Regions from separate parts of the Pan troglodytes genome. Here region 1 is linked to region 2. Evidence: chromatin contacts called from public Hi-C data. All regions are on one chromosome and are shown on one strand. The core of a region is the stretch at or near the end of the contact, and the rest is flanking DNA. Distances in the headings are between cores, read along the strand shown. Region 1 holds the start of MN1 (MN1 proto-oncogene, transcriptional regulator). Region 2 has its middle 320 kb from the start of MN1.

Region 1 (6,958 bases), core at 343-2,842, 320 kb after region 2:
CACAGCAACACGCTTAGCTTGTGACATGGAGGATCAGAAATGAGACACTTGCTTGAAAGCATGAATTGGAACGATGCTACAAACCTCCCCTTTTCTGAACACAGAAGCTCTCTTAGACCTCACTGAATCCAGAAAGCAACCCTAGGAAGTAAGCATCTCCATTATCCTCTGGAATGGAGGCTCTGATTGGTACAAGAACGACGTGTTCAAAGCCACATCGCGACTGCATGGCAGGGCCTGGTTTCATACTCGGATACGTAGGGTCCTAGAGCCATCCTGCCAATGTCTCCATCTACGTGGGTTTCTCTTCCCCAGACGGCATCCAGCTATGAGCTTCTATTTTCCATTCTCTAAGCGAAGTATGCTGAACCCAGGCCCTGCTCCCAAAATAACTCAAACCAGCCCCACAGGCTGGAACGGAGGCCCCAGCGACTCCAGGGCCCAGTTAGCCTCCCCTTGAAAAAGTCCCTATTCAGCAAAAAAAGGAGGAAAAAAAAAAAAAAAACAGCCATCACTCATAAAGCGTCACATACCACACAATTAGTCAGAAAATGCAAAAGTTCAGCAGGTTATTCAACAAACCTATTTAGCATGCTCACAAGCCCCTCCCTCCCCACCTCTTCATTTTCCCTCCCTGCGGCCATCAGCAATGTGGGCTCATTACCACCGAGAACCTCGCTGGAAAGCCAGCCTCATAAACAGAACAAAATAAGCATCTATGATGGGAAAACTTTGGATGGACCAGTCATTAGCCGACACCTTTCAAATCACACTGTCGATTGTCACCTGCATCTCCTGTCCCCCACCCTCTCAGACACCCATGGCTGCATGCCCTGTCTCCACTGAGGTAAGGAGCAAGTACTGGAAGGAACCACCCCCAATGCCAAGACCCAGGCTGAGCTTATCTTCCAGGAAGGAGCCCTGTGTGCAGCTGGAGTCTGCAGCCAAGCTCCTCCATGTGTCAGCAGCGACGGCAGCCGGCATGTGGCAGGTGCGTCCCTGTTTGCTCTACAGCGCCCCATTCCTCTTCACTTTCCTTACAGAGGGGTGTGCTGGGGTGGCTTAGAGCATCACACAGATCTGAGATCTGTGACCTTGAGTGGATCATTCCCTTCTCTGTGCCTCAGTTTCCTCATCTGTAAAATCAGTTTCCAGCAGTACCTACAGCAAAGGACATACGTGAGGACGGAATGAAATGGTGTAGGTTAAGCACAGCAGTCACACGCCATCCCTGGGAGGCGAGTAGAGGCACCTCCTCTCTAAGGCTCCCTGGAAGTGTGCTCCAGTGCAAGAAATGGGGGGTGCCTTGCTGACATCCTCCAGAGATCCAGGATAGGAGGAAAGCAGCCTCCCATCTCTGAGCACTCACCATAAGATGGACTCCTTTCCATAGATTATTTCTAATTCTCGCACCAATTGTACTGCAGGAATAGATGTGTGCCCATTTAATGGACGGGAACCTAGAGGCAGGACACCACTTTGAGAAGGAGCTTGGGGAGAGTTCCTCCAAAAGAAGATCCCACACTTATTGCCCAAAGGGCTCAGGAAGGAAACAAACGGAACCCCCAGGGAACCCTCAGACACCCCACCTCCCACCCCCACTATCAGTCACACTGTCTAAGGGATTGTAAAGTGGACGACAACGGGGCTGATGGGCTTTGAATGGCCCTTCCCACCCAACTAGGAAACAGAGCCCAGAGGCAGTGAGTAATGTGCTTATTTGATCAGATTCTTGGAAACGTTCACAAATCATCACCGTTCGCCCTGTGACAGTGTTACCAGCTCTTCATTTAATTGTTGTTGTGTGCATAGCAGGAAGGCAGTGCGGTTTGGAGGCGAACAGGGTCAGCCTCAGGCTCGACTGCACATATTCCCTTTACCTCCTTGAGCCTCAGTTTCCCCATTTGTCAAATGAGGAGGATAATCTTCTCTGGAGTTGTTAGGGGGTGAACAAGCACAGAGCACTTAGCACGTAGTTAACACTCAATAAACGGCAGCTACTACATGGAGCCAGGCCCCTGCAGGGCGGGTGGCTCCCTGCGGGTCAGCCCTGAATTGATGAGGTGCCTGCTCTCTTTGGTCTCCCCTCAGACCCTGGCTGCATGGTCCTGAGACTCCTGGCTCCGGTCCGGTCCGGAGGCCTTGTCACGCCAAGGCCCTGACAGCAAGGAAAAGGAGCGCTGAGTAGAGAGAGGACTCACCCTGGGTTCTCTGGGCCAGGCCCCAGCTGTGCAGGCCCCACCCTCTCTTGGCCACCTCCACCCCAGCTGAGGCTTAGCTGCCAGCCTCCGACATTTGCCACCCGGCCACCTGGTGAGCTCCAGGCAGGCTGCAGGCGCCAGCTGCCCCCACCTCTGGCTCCGATGAGCTCATCTGGGTTTCCAAACTTCCAAAGCGGCCAGGAATGTTTGCTCAAATGTTCCGAGCCCAGAGAGCGTTAAGAGCAAACCAGTGTCCTCCACCCCCCTTCCCTGCGCAGAAAGCAATCTGCTATAACTCAGACAGGCCGGCCTCACCAAGCCCAGGAGATGGATGCAGCATTTTGGAATCTATATCACCCAAAAGGAAAATGCCTCTTAAATCACAGGGAGCTGGGAGAGAGTGGGAGCAAGAGGCACCGGGACCCAGTGATGCTCCAGAGGTCAGGCCTGGAGGAGGGGAGTATCACCAGGCATGGAGTCACCCTGGTCATCAGCGTGTCCGCTGCACCTTCTTGGCTCAGGTGGAGAGAGGGAGGCCTGGGGACGCTCCCCTAACTTGAATGCTTGCTGGGTGTGCACACACATGTACATGCACTCATGCACACCTGTGTCCACATGCACACACACACGCACAAAGTGCCCACACTGATTCAGCCCACTCCCAGGTCTGTTGAAATCTCTGCCCATTTTATCCCTCCCTTCCTGGCCCTGGCCACCGCTCTCCCGACCTGGGCAGCAGCTGGGCTCTAAACCTGATAAAGTCAGGTCACAGACAGCCCTTCACTCATATCCTTAGAACATTCAGTGGATCTATCTTTTGAGAATAAAGATCAAATTCCTCACTGCAGTGTGCAAGGCCCTGCATGCCCAGCCCGGGTGACCTTGCCATGCCTGCCCCAGTCCCTCCACCAGAGCTGCACTGGCCCCTACTGTGCCCTTCTCACCTTCTCCCATCACAGGCCCTGGCAGGGGTTGTGCCCATGGCTGGAGGGCTTTTTGCTCAGTGAAGGCACAGCCGCACCTCAGCACAGCCGCCACATCCTCAGGGAAATGCCCCCCGCCGCCCCCGGCAACTCCTACCAGATAATCCCGGCACTGGAATGCTCTCTTACCCCCAAGGTCTGGGTAGCGCAACATCCAGCAGTGTTATCTTCTGGGATCCTTAATGAATCTCAGTCCACCCCACTCCATCAGGAGCACCCAACCAGCAGGGGTTCTTCCTGGTTTTGGCCACTTCTGTTTGCATTTCATTCATTTTCCGAATGAAGGAGTGAAGGGCCCTTGCAGTCCAGTCTTATGAACTCCTATTCATCCTGCAAGGCCCTACTTAGTACTTTTCAAACTGCAGATTGTGACCAATTTATAGATTAAAAAGCCATTTAGGGAGTGTGGTATACACATACAATGGAATACTCATCAGCCACAAAAAGAAATGAAATTCTAGACAGGCACAGGCTTGTAATCCCAGCACTTTGGGAGGCTGAGGCAGGAGGATCGCTTAAGCCCAGATATTTGAGACCAGCCTGAGCAACATAGGGAGACCCTGTCTCTACAAAAGAATTAAAAATATAGCCAGACATGGTAGCACATGCCTGTGGTCCCAGCTACTCAGGAGGCTGAGGTGGGAGGATGTCTCAAGCCCAGGGAGTAGAGGCTGCAGTAGCTATGATCATATCACTGAACTCCAGCCTGGGTAACAGAGCAATACCCTGTCTCAAAAACAAGAAAAAAGAAAAAAAGAAAGAAATGAAATTCTGACTCATGCTACAACATGGATGAACATTGAAGACATTATGCCAAATGAAATAATCCAGGCCGGGCACGGTGGCTCATGCCTGTAATCCTAGCACTTTGGGAGGCTGAGGTGGGTGGATCGCCTAAGGTTGGGAGTTCGAGACCAGCGTGACCAACATGGAGAAACCCCATCTCTACTAAAAATACAAAATTAGCTGGGCGTGGTGGTGCGTACCTGTAATCCCAGCTACTCAGGAGGCTGAGGCAGGAGAATCACTTGAACACAGGAGGCAGAGGTTGTGGTGAGCCGAGATCGCACCATTGCACTCCAGCCTGGGCAACAAGAGTGAAACTCCGTCTAAAAAAAGAAAGAAAGAAAGAATCCAGACACAAAAAGACAGTGGGTGATTCCACTAACGTGAAGTAACTAGGAGAAGACTCATAGAAACAGAAAGTAGAATTAAAGTTTACCAGGGGACGGGGTATCACGGAATAGGGAGTTAGTGTTTCATGGGTGCAGTTTCTGTTTGGGATGATGAAAAAGTTCTGCGGATGAATAGCAGTAATGGCTACACAACAATGTGGTGGTACTTAATGCTACTGTACTGAGCACTTAAAGATGGGTAAAGTGATACATTTTATGTTATGTATATTTTACCACAATAAAACAAAACTTAAGCTATACAAGTAAGTACACCTTATATTACAACAATTATCTAGTGAAACTTTTGTTTCATTATGTGTGAATTACTGCATTTGTGAAAAATATATTTCCAACTTCTTTGAATCAAGACCCACTAATTTTTTTTTTTTTTTAAGATGGAGTCTCGCTCTGTTGTCCAGGCTGGAGGGCACTGGTGCAATCCTGGCTCACTGCACCCTCTGCTGCCTGGGCTCAACTGATTCTCCTGCCTTAGCCTCCCAAGTAGCTGGGATTACAGGCACCTGCCACCACACCCAGCTAATTTTTGTATTTTTAGTAGAGACGGGGTTTTGCCATGTTGGCCACACTGGTCTCAAATTCCTGACCTCAGGTGATCTGCCCGCCTTGGCCTCCCAAAGTGCTGGGATTATAAGCGTGAGCCACCACACACAGCCCAAGACCCACTAATTCTTTTTTTTTTTTTTTTTTTTGAGATGGAGCCTCACCCTGTTGCCCAGGCTGGAGTGCAATGGCACTATCTCGGCTCACTGCAACCTCCACCTCCTGGGTTCACACAATTCTCCTGCCTCAGCCTCCCGAGTAGCTGGGATTACAGGTGTGCATCACCATGCCCGGCTAAGTTTTTGTATCTTTAGTAGAGACAGGGTTTCACCATGTTGGCCACGCTGGTCTCGAACTCCTGACTTCGTGATCCACCCACTTCAGCCTCCCAAAGTGCTGGGATTACAGGCGTGAGCCACCGCGCCCAGCCTAAGGCCCACTAATTCTTAAAAACACTGTGCTCAGGAGTCACGGAGCCTCAGAAGCCTGATGACCTCGGGCAGGGTGACATCCTCTCCTCTCTGCACCCAGGCCCCTTCGTGCTGCTGACTTATAATGCGCCGCAAGCTTCTCCTTGTAGTCTAACCTCACGCTTACCTGTTTATTGCCAAAACTGGACTACAAGCTCACCAGGGGCAGGGGCTGTGTCTCATTTTCCTTTGTGCTCCCAAGGTGCCAGGCTCAGTGCCTGACATATAGTAAGTACTCAGTATTTTCCAGAAATGATCAAGAGGCAGATGAAGTCCAGCGGTCCCAGATTTGGATTCACCCTGATTTCAAGCCCCAGCTATGTGAGCTTGGGCAGGTCACTTCTCCTCTCAGGGCCTCCATTTCCTTTAATAATAACAGTAGGCCAGGTGCAGTGGCTCACGCCTGTAATCCCAGCACTTTGGGAGGCCGAGGCGGGTGGATCACAAGGTCAGGAGATCGAGACCAGCCAGGCTAACACGGTGAAACCCTGTCTCTACTAAAAATATAAAAAATTAGCTGGGCATGGTGATGGGCACCTGTAGTCCCAGCTACTCGGGAGGCTGAGACAGGAGAATGGCATGAACCCAGGAGGCAGAGGTTGCAGTGAGCCGAGATCACACCACTGCACTCCAGCCTGGGTGACAGAGTGAGACTCTGTCTCAAAATAATAATAATAACAGTAATATTTGGCACAGTGCCATGGTGCACGCCTGTAATCCCAGTACTTTGGGAGGCTAAGGCGGGCAGATCACTTGAGGTCAGGAGTTCAAGACCAGCCTGGCCAACATGGTGAAACCTTATCTCTGCTAAAAATACAAAAATTAGCCAGGCGTGGTGGCAGGTGCCTGTAATCCCAGCTACTCAGGAAGCTGAGGCACAAGAATCGCTTGAACCCAGGAGGCAGAGGTTATAGTGAGCTGAGATTGTACCACTGCACTCCAGCCTGGGCAACAGAGCAAGACTCTATCTCAGAAAAAAACAAAATAAAATAAACAAACACACACACACACACACACAATAATATTAACCATAGTCATTTATTAAGCACTGTCTATATGCCAGGCTAAGTGCTTTATAGATATTGACTAATCCATGCAATAAATGTCTTGAGCACCTACTATGTGCTGGGCAGTAAATTTTCATAAAATTGTTGCCTCAATTATAAAAACTATTTACTGAGCACTTACTATGTGCCAGGCACAGTGAAACCCATGGAAATTCAAAGGTGAGCAGGACAGTGGGTCCTGTATCTTGATCTTTACGGATCTTTCTCTTCTTGAATCCTCACAGCACCCATTTTATAGACAGGAAGACTGAGGCCCGAAAGTTCTGTCTGACTCTGAGCCTGGCCTCTTTGCTGCCTCCCGTTGTCCTGTGAGGCTGTGTGGTCACAGCACCCAGGACTTGAGAGGAGTGAAGTTCTTCCTCACCCCGCAAAGGCTTCATGAGCCCTACTGTGTGCCAGGCCAGCCCTGCTCAGTCTGGGGCGATAAACACGGGGCAGATGCTGAAAGCCTGTGTGAGGGAAGTTCTAGGCCTGCAGGAGCTGAGAGGAGACCCTGGAGAG
Region 2 (6,630 bases), core at 1,275-3,774:
ATACAAAAAAAAAAAAAAAAAAAATCAGCCGGGCATGGTGGCACATGCCTGTAATCCCAGCTACTCGAGAGGCTGAGGCAGGAGAATCACTTGAACCCAGGAGGTGGAGGTTGCAGTGAGCCGAGATCACACCACTGCAGTCCAGTCTGGGCTACATAGTGAGACTCCATCTCATTCAGATCAACAGGGGATGGATGGAGTGTCCCAAGTCGGAATGTGGCTCCAGCAAAGAAGAAGACAACACTTGAGAGGTGGCTTCAAAATACACAACACAATGGCAGCATTCAAAGCAACAGTCACTGTTTTTTTGGTGTTGGGCCATTTTGGTTTGGTTCGGTTCGGTTCGGATCGGATCGGTTCGGTTCGGTTCGGTTCGGATGGGAAATTTTTTTTTTTTTTTTTTTTTTTGCAGCTGTATCAGGGGGTCCAGAAAGGAAGGCAATGGGGATTCCTCTACTTGGGGAACTCTGCCTAGAGGGTGGGTAGATTTTCCAGGGATAGGATGGTCCCAGCCCCTGACAGATGCCAAGCTGAAGACAAGGGCACTGCTCGGAGGCCAGGTGTGTCCCTGACTGGGGAGGTCCTCCTGACTTGAGTCCAGGGCCTCATATGACTATGTCTAAGCACCTGTGACACACCTGGAGCAACACCCAGGAAGGCAGAGGGGAGGGCGAGAACCTGGTATTGACTGCCAAGTGCATGGCACAATGGACCAGGAGGAGGAGGGTGGGGAGGAGGAGACGGAGGAAGAAGGAAGAAGAAAACAGCAGGGAGGCAAACTGAGGCCCAAGGCCGTAAGGTGACAGCCAGGAATTTCGGTTCCCTAATTCTCAGCCTTTTATCCTCATTGCTTCTTTAGACTTCGGGTGGAACGTACGGGAAAAGATAATTGATGCTGCTGAAATAAAGTCAATAAAATTCTCTCTCTCTCCCTCTCCCTCCCCCCATCATTTAATGAGCACTTACTACATGTCAGGCACACTGACCCCCTCCACCTCTTTCAAGCCTCACCATTATTGTGTGAAGCAGTGCTCACAAGCCCCCGTTTCCAGGTGAGGAGCTGAGGCTGAGTGTGTTTCAGGCGCTTAACCAGAGGCCCACACCAAGCAGGTGGCCGGGCCATCCTTGCGGAGTCCCCCCGACTCCCTCCTTGCAGGAACTACTGAACTCCCCTGGCAGCAGCGGTACTGGCAGTCTCTCTGCCCCCCAGGAGACAGGCACAGGGGCTGGGCCCACAGAGAAATGGGGCCTGACTCCCCAGCCCCCTGTCACCATCCTGACGTTTCTCTATCTCCTCCCTCTCTTCCTAACCTCCTTTTTCCTTTCTCGTTCTGCTTATACTCTTCTGGTCTTGGCTCTGCCAGGAGCCTCTTCTTAAGTTTTTATTTTTAAATAACAGCTTTTTAAAAGCTTTTTTAAAAAAAAAAAAGAAAGAAAAAGATAAACAGCTTTACTGAGATATAATTCACTATTTAATTTGCCCGTTTACGGCACACAATTCAATCATTTTTAGTCTATTCACAATATGAGTGAAACCGTCACCACAGTCAGGCTTAGAACACTTCCACCACCCCACAAAGAAACTCAGTTCCTCTCAGCTATCACCCCATCCTCCCACCACACCCCCAGCCCCTGAAAACCACAAATCTACCTTCTGTCTCTATGGATTGCACTGATCTGAATGTTTCATAGAAATGGAATCATATAGTACATGATGTTTTGTGTCTGGCTTCCTTCACTTAGAATAATGTCTTCAAGGTTCATCCATGTTGTGGCATGTGTCAGTGTGGCATTCCTTCTTGAGGCTGAATAATACCCCATTGTATGGGTGGACCATACTTTGACTATTGGTTTATATTGATGAACATTTGGGTTACGTCCACACTTTGGCTCTTATGAATAACGCTGCTGTGAACATTCCTGTAGAAGTCTCTGTGTGGCCATGTGTTCTCACTTCTCTTGAGTAGATACCTAGGAGTGGAATTGCCTGGTCACATGGTAACCGCATGTTTATTCCTTTGAGGATCTGCCCCACTGTTTTCCAAAGTGGCTGTACCTTTTTTATTCCCACTCTCCCCTACTTTTCAAAAGTACCGTATATTGAGCCAGGCACTCATGGGCATCATCTCTTTGAATCCTCACCACAATCTACCCACGGGATATCTAGGCATGACCATCACCTCATCTTCCAGATAAACTGAGGCTGAGAGACACAAGGCTGCTTGCCTGGGTCACTTGGCCGGTTGGTGTTCCAGGATCCCGATCAGCTGCCCTGCTTCCAACCACGCCACTGGGGCCATCCCTCCATCCCCAGTGGGGCTGCTGTTTGGGAGGCTGGGATGAACCACTGGGCCTGTGGCGACTCCTGCTCCAAGGAGACCCTCCCCCATGCCTGACAGGTGATCCTGGGAGGAATATTTACCCTAGGGCTCCGTCTGCCGAGTGGGAAAGCCCTCGGGGGCTGTAACTGGAGCGCCCGGTCCTGAGGCTCTGCTGAGGCTAGAGGAAAAGCACAAAGGGTTCTTTGTCCTGCCCATTGTTTGCACTTGCAGCCAGCCTTGCTGTGCCCCTCAGACCAGCACGGGGCACGCTGGGTCTGCAGAGCAGCTGGGCTGTCTCAGGTTCTCCGGGGGGCCCCCTGGGATAAACCAGAGGGTTCACTGGGGCGGAGGCAGAGGGGATATGGAAAATACTGGGAGCTTAGTAGGCACTCTGCGTATGGGAAATCATCCCCTAGACTTTTTAAAGGAGTCTTTTGTCCTTGGTTGTAAAGTCACCAGGCACATGCATAAAAAGGATGAAACAGCCCCAAGGGTGTGGTTGTACTCCTCTGCCCACCCTGAGCCCAGCAGCCATGTCCATGCCTCTTGTGTGTCTTTCCAGAAAGTTTTTATGCTTATATATGAAAATGAACACGTGTGTGAGTGTGCTTCTTTTTTACATATAAATGGCGACTTTCTTTTTTCCTTAAGATTTAAATAGATTTTACTGCGACAGGGGAGACCCCACCAAGCAGGGCCAATATATGTGGTCCCAGGAGGTCAAGAAATGGTGACTTTCTGTATCCACTCCCGTCTTTCACTGCACAAAGCCCTCGGAAGATTATTCTATAGAAGTACGATGACAGCATCCTCCTTCTAGGGACTACATCGTCTTCTGTCTCTGGATGTGCCATCTTTTACTCAGCTAGTCTACATCTCAGGTGTTCCCCATCTTCTGCACACAAGTATTTGCACATGCGTGTGAGTGTGTACTGCGAGCACGTTCTTACCAGTGGTATCACTGGGTCTTGGGAGGTGTGTTCTTGTTTTTGCATGTGACAAACACAAGCAAATTGTCTTCCTTGGGGGTGGCCTCCATTATCCGTCCCCAGCATGGCCTGGGAGTGCCTGTATGCCCATGATCTCACTAATAGGATAGCATCAGCTCTTTCATTTTTCTTTACTTTCTTTTTGAGACAGAGTCTTGCTCTGTCACCCAGACTGGATGCAGTGGCATGATCTCAGCTCACCTGCAGCCTCCGCCTCCCGGGTTCCAGCGATTCTTCAGCCTTACCCTTCCAAGTAGCTGGGACTAGAGGCAAGCACCATCACGCAGGGCTAATTTTTGTATTTTCAGTAGAGATTGGCCTTTGGAATGTTGACCAGCCTTGTCTGGAGCTCCTGACCTCAGGTGTTCTGTCTGCCTCAGCCTCCCAAAGTACTGGGATTACAGGCATGAGCCATCACACCTGGCCTTTTACTTTTCACTGAAGTGAAATATACATACAAAAAAGTGCGCCTGTCATCAGAGCCCAGCTCGCTGGATTTTCACAGCGTCCACGCCTCCATGAAACCAGCACTTGGATCAAGATGGGAAGGTCCCCAGTCCCTAAAGCCTGCTTGTCACTCCCCTCCCAACATAAACTTGATCTATTGTCAGTCTTTTTTGTTCACTAAAATCCCCCTTCCCTTTCCAAATTCCCCTGTCTGCATAGACCATGTCAGTGCTGCCCAAACCATATGCCAGGAAACTGAAAAACTAAAATGTTTTGATTTTTTTAAAGGAAAAATAAATCAGTAAGAACAAGGGTCCCCAAACTATTCCCCACGGGCCAAATCCATCTTGCAGTCCTTTTACGTGTGGTCCACATGCTAAAAATTATAGTCATTTTTTAAATGATTGGGGAAAAAAATCAAAAGAAGAATAAATCAGGACACATAAACATTTTATCAAATTCAAATCTCAGTGTCCATAAATAACATTTTCTTGGCACGCAGGCACGTTCTTCATTTGTGTATTATCTACGGCCCAGTTCTTGCTGCAGCAGCGGAATCGAGAAGCTGCGGGAAAGACCCCGCGGCCTGCAAAGCTGAAAATATTTACTTCCTGGCCATTCACAGAAAATGTTTGCCAACCCATGACCTAAAGCATCATGTCTCAGAGGGTTGGGAAGGAACCTGGAAGCTGTCCCATTCAGGGGCGGGAGCTTCAACGGGACCCTGCGTCTTCTGCCTCCAAGGCCTGTGGTAGGGGCTGTCACAGGCTGCAGAGGAGTCCAGGAGGGAGATGCTACAGGTAAGGCAGGAGGATGGAGAAGAGAGAACAGACTTGAACTAGACTTAGGGTCACTCCAGCAGCTGTGAGCAGCTGACGAGTGTTCCAGTGCAAGGAGAGGAGGGTGCAAGAGCCAGGGATTATACACTGATTAGCCTCCATCACCGCAGAAATTATCTTGCCTGTGCATGGTGCAAGGGTCGGGAACATACATTTAACCAAGGCAAGGAGCGAAGTGAGAGGGAGCAATATTGTGGATTGCAGGAGGTGATGGATGAGATGAGAGAAGAATCTGCATGGTCAGAATCTGTTTGGCATCGGAAGGGAAGTACCCAGGAAATTTGAGGCTCGCCTCGTCCAGTTGTCTGTGGAACTGAACTGTGAGTTGTCCGTGAGGGATGAATGGCAATGCCAATGTTTCCAGAGTTTCTGTCATGAGGTCTCCTGGCTTGGAGATGGAGAGGGCACACACAGGTTTCGGATTCAAGCCTGCAGGACAATCCTGGCTGCACCACTCAGGAACCCTGGGTGAGTCTCTTTACCCCTCACAGCCTCAGTTTTCCCTTCCTGGAAATGGGACCACAATCCAAACCTTGTAGAACTGCTTCAAAGATGAAAGGAGACGTCGCATGTGAGATGCCGGCCCATAGGAGCCAGGGCACAAAAGGCAGCTCTGCATTGGGTCCCCAAAAAGTCTCCGCAGGTTGGCAGCCAAGAGAGCTACCATTTCTTTGTTTGGAGAGATTCCACTCCCTGGAAAGGGTAATCCTGCAGGAAAGGAGGAGGGAGTCGTTCCAGAGTTTGGGAGATGTCGGCTTTGACTCTGAGTGATGCCGCCTCAAACACTTACTGTCATACAGGAAGTTACTCAAACACAATCAATTAGACACTCATATTAGCATATTTGTCATTGTAATACAGCCGCAGAGAGGAGATGCTGGAGACTGTTTATTGCTGTTCTGAGCTAATATTTATTAAAGTGATTAATATGTTTTTCAAATATCTGTGACAGGCGTGGCAGGAATTACTTATCTCCTCCCTCGAGAGCCTGAAAGGGTGAGGGGTGGGAGTCACTTAGAGAGGGGCGGCAGGTAGGGGCCTTGGGGCCTCAGGGGACCGTGTCCTCCTCTTGGGCCCCTTTCCTGCTCGGGCCTCCTGCCTTCCATCTTCCCCTGTCTCCTCCACCTTCAACTTCCCCTGTCTCCTCCACCTTCAACTTCCCCTGTCTCGTCTCCTCCACCTTCAACTTCCCCTGTCTCCTCCACCTTCAACTTCCCCTGTCTCGTCTCCTCCACCTTCAACTTCCCCCTCTACTGACCGTTCCCATCGGCATTCTGAGACATCTCCCACCATGACAAATAGAGACCTCCCAGGATGCCCTGTCCCCCTGCTCCTTCCTGGACCCCCTCATCCCCAGCCATTCTGCCATCTTCCTCCTTCCCTCCATAGCCAAACTCTTCAAAAGAACTCTTTTCCCTCCCTACCTCCTTTGCTCATCTTCCAGTCTCTGCTTTTTAAAAATCATTACAAAAAATTAAAAGTGGCCGGGCGCGGTGGCTCATACCTGTAATCCCAGTACTTTTGGAGGCCAAGGCGGGGGGGAATAACCTGAGGTCAGGAGTTCGAGACCAGCCTGGCCAACATGGTGAAACCCCGTCTCTACTAAAAATACAAAAATTAGCAGGGTGTGGTAGCTGGTGCCTGTAATCCCAGCTACGCAGGAGGCTGAGGCAGGAGAATTGCTTGAACCTGGGAGGCAGAGGTTGCAGTGAGCCAAGATCACGCCATTGCACTCCAGCCTGGGTGACAAGGGTGAAACTCCATCTCAAAAAAAAAAAATTTAAAAGCAGCATCCAGGATGCTCTAGAACAGCAACACCCAAAAAAACTTTCTGCAGTCATGGAAACATTCTATGTCTGCATTGTCCAATACAGAAACTGCCAACTGCATGTGGCTTTTGAGCTCTTGAAATGTGGCTAGTACAACTGAGGAATCAGAATTTTTTTTTTTTTTTTTTTTTTGAGACGGAGTCTCACTCTGTTGCCCAGGCTGGAGTGCAGTGGCGCGATCTCGGCTCACTGCAAGCTCCACCTC

The links. Hi-C and Micro-C count contacts between places; a contact is called where the count stands out from the background.
Region 1: a Hi-C map of stem cell-derived neural progenitor cells shows a contact between it and region 2, with 2.1 times the contacts expected there. The contact joins the promoter of MN1 here to the enhancer-like site in region 2. A contact is called at or near these places in 1 of 7 Hi-C or Micro-C datasets (stem cell-derived neural progenitor cells), 1 of 1 datasets of contacts at active chromatin or transcription factors (stem cell-derived excitatory neurons) and 1 of 1 other capture datasets (stem cell-derived neural stem cells).

Annotation. Positions count from the first base shown.
Region 1 is chr23:29,962,989-29,969,946 of NHGRI_mPanTro3-v2.0_pri, forward strand. It overlaps MN1 (MN1 proto-oncogene, transcriptional regulator), which reads right to left and starts at 1,593. Exons shown (of 2, transcript XM_016938877.4): 1 at 1-1,593.
Region 2 is chr23:29,637,162-29,643,791 of NHGRI_mPanTro3-v2.0_pri, forward strand. No RefSeq gene overlaps it. Among named protein-coding and RNA genes, the nearest start is that of MN1, 320 kb to the right of the region's middle. Within about 2 kb of position 2,525, at least 9 of the 24 cell types and tissues checked have an H3K27ac peak or open chromatin away from gene starts, as enhancers often do. A contact at or near this core is called in stem cell-derived neural progenitor cells and stem cell-derived neural stem cells, where this site is marked.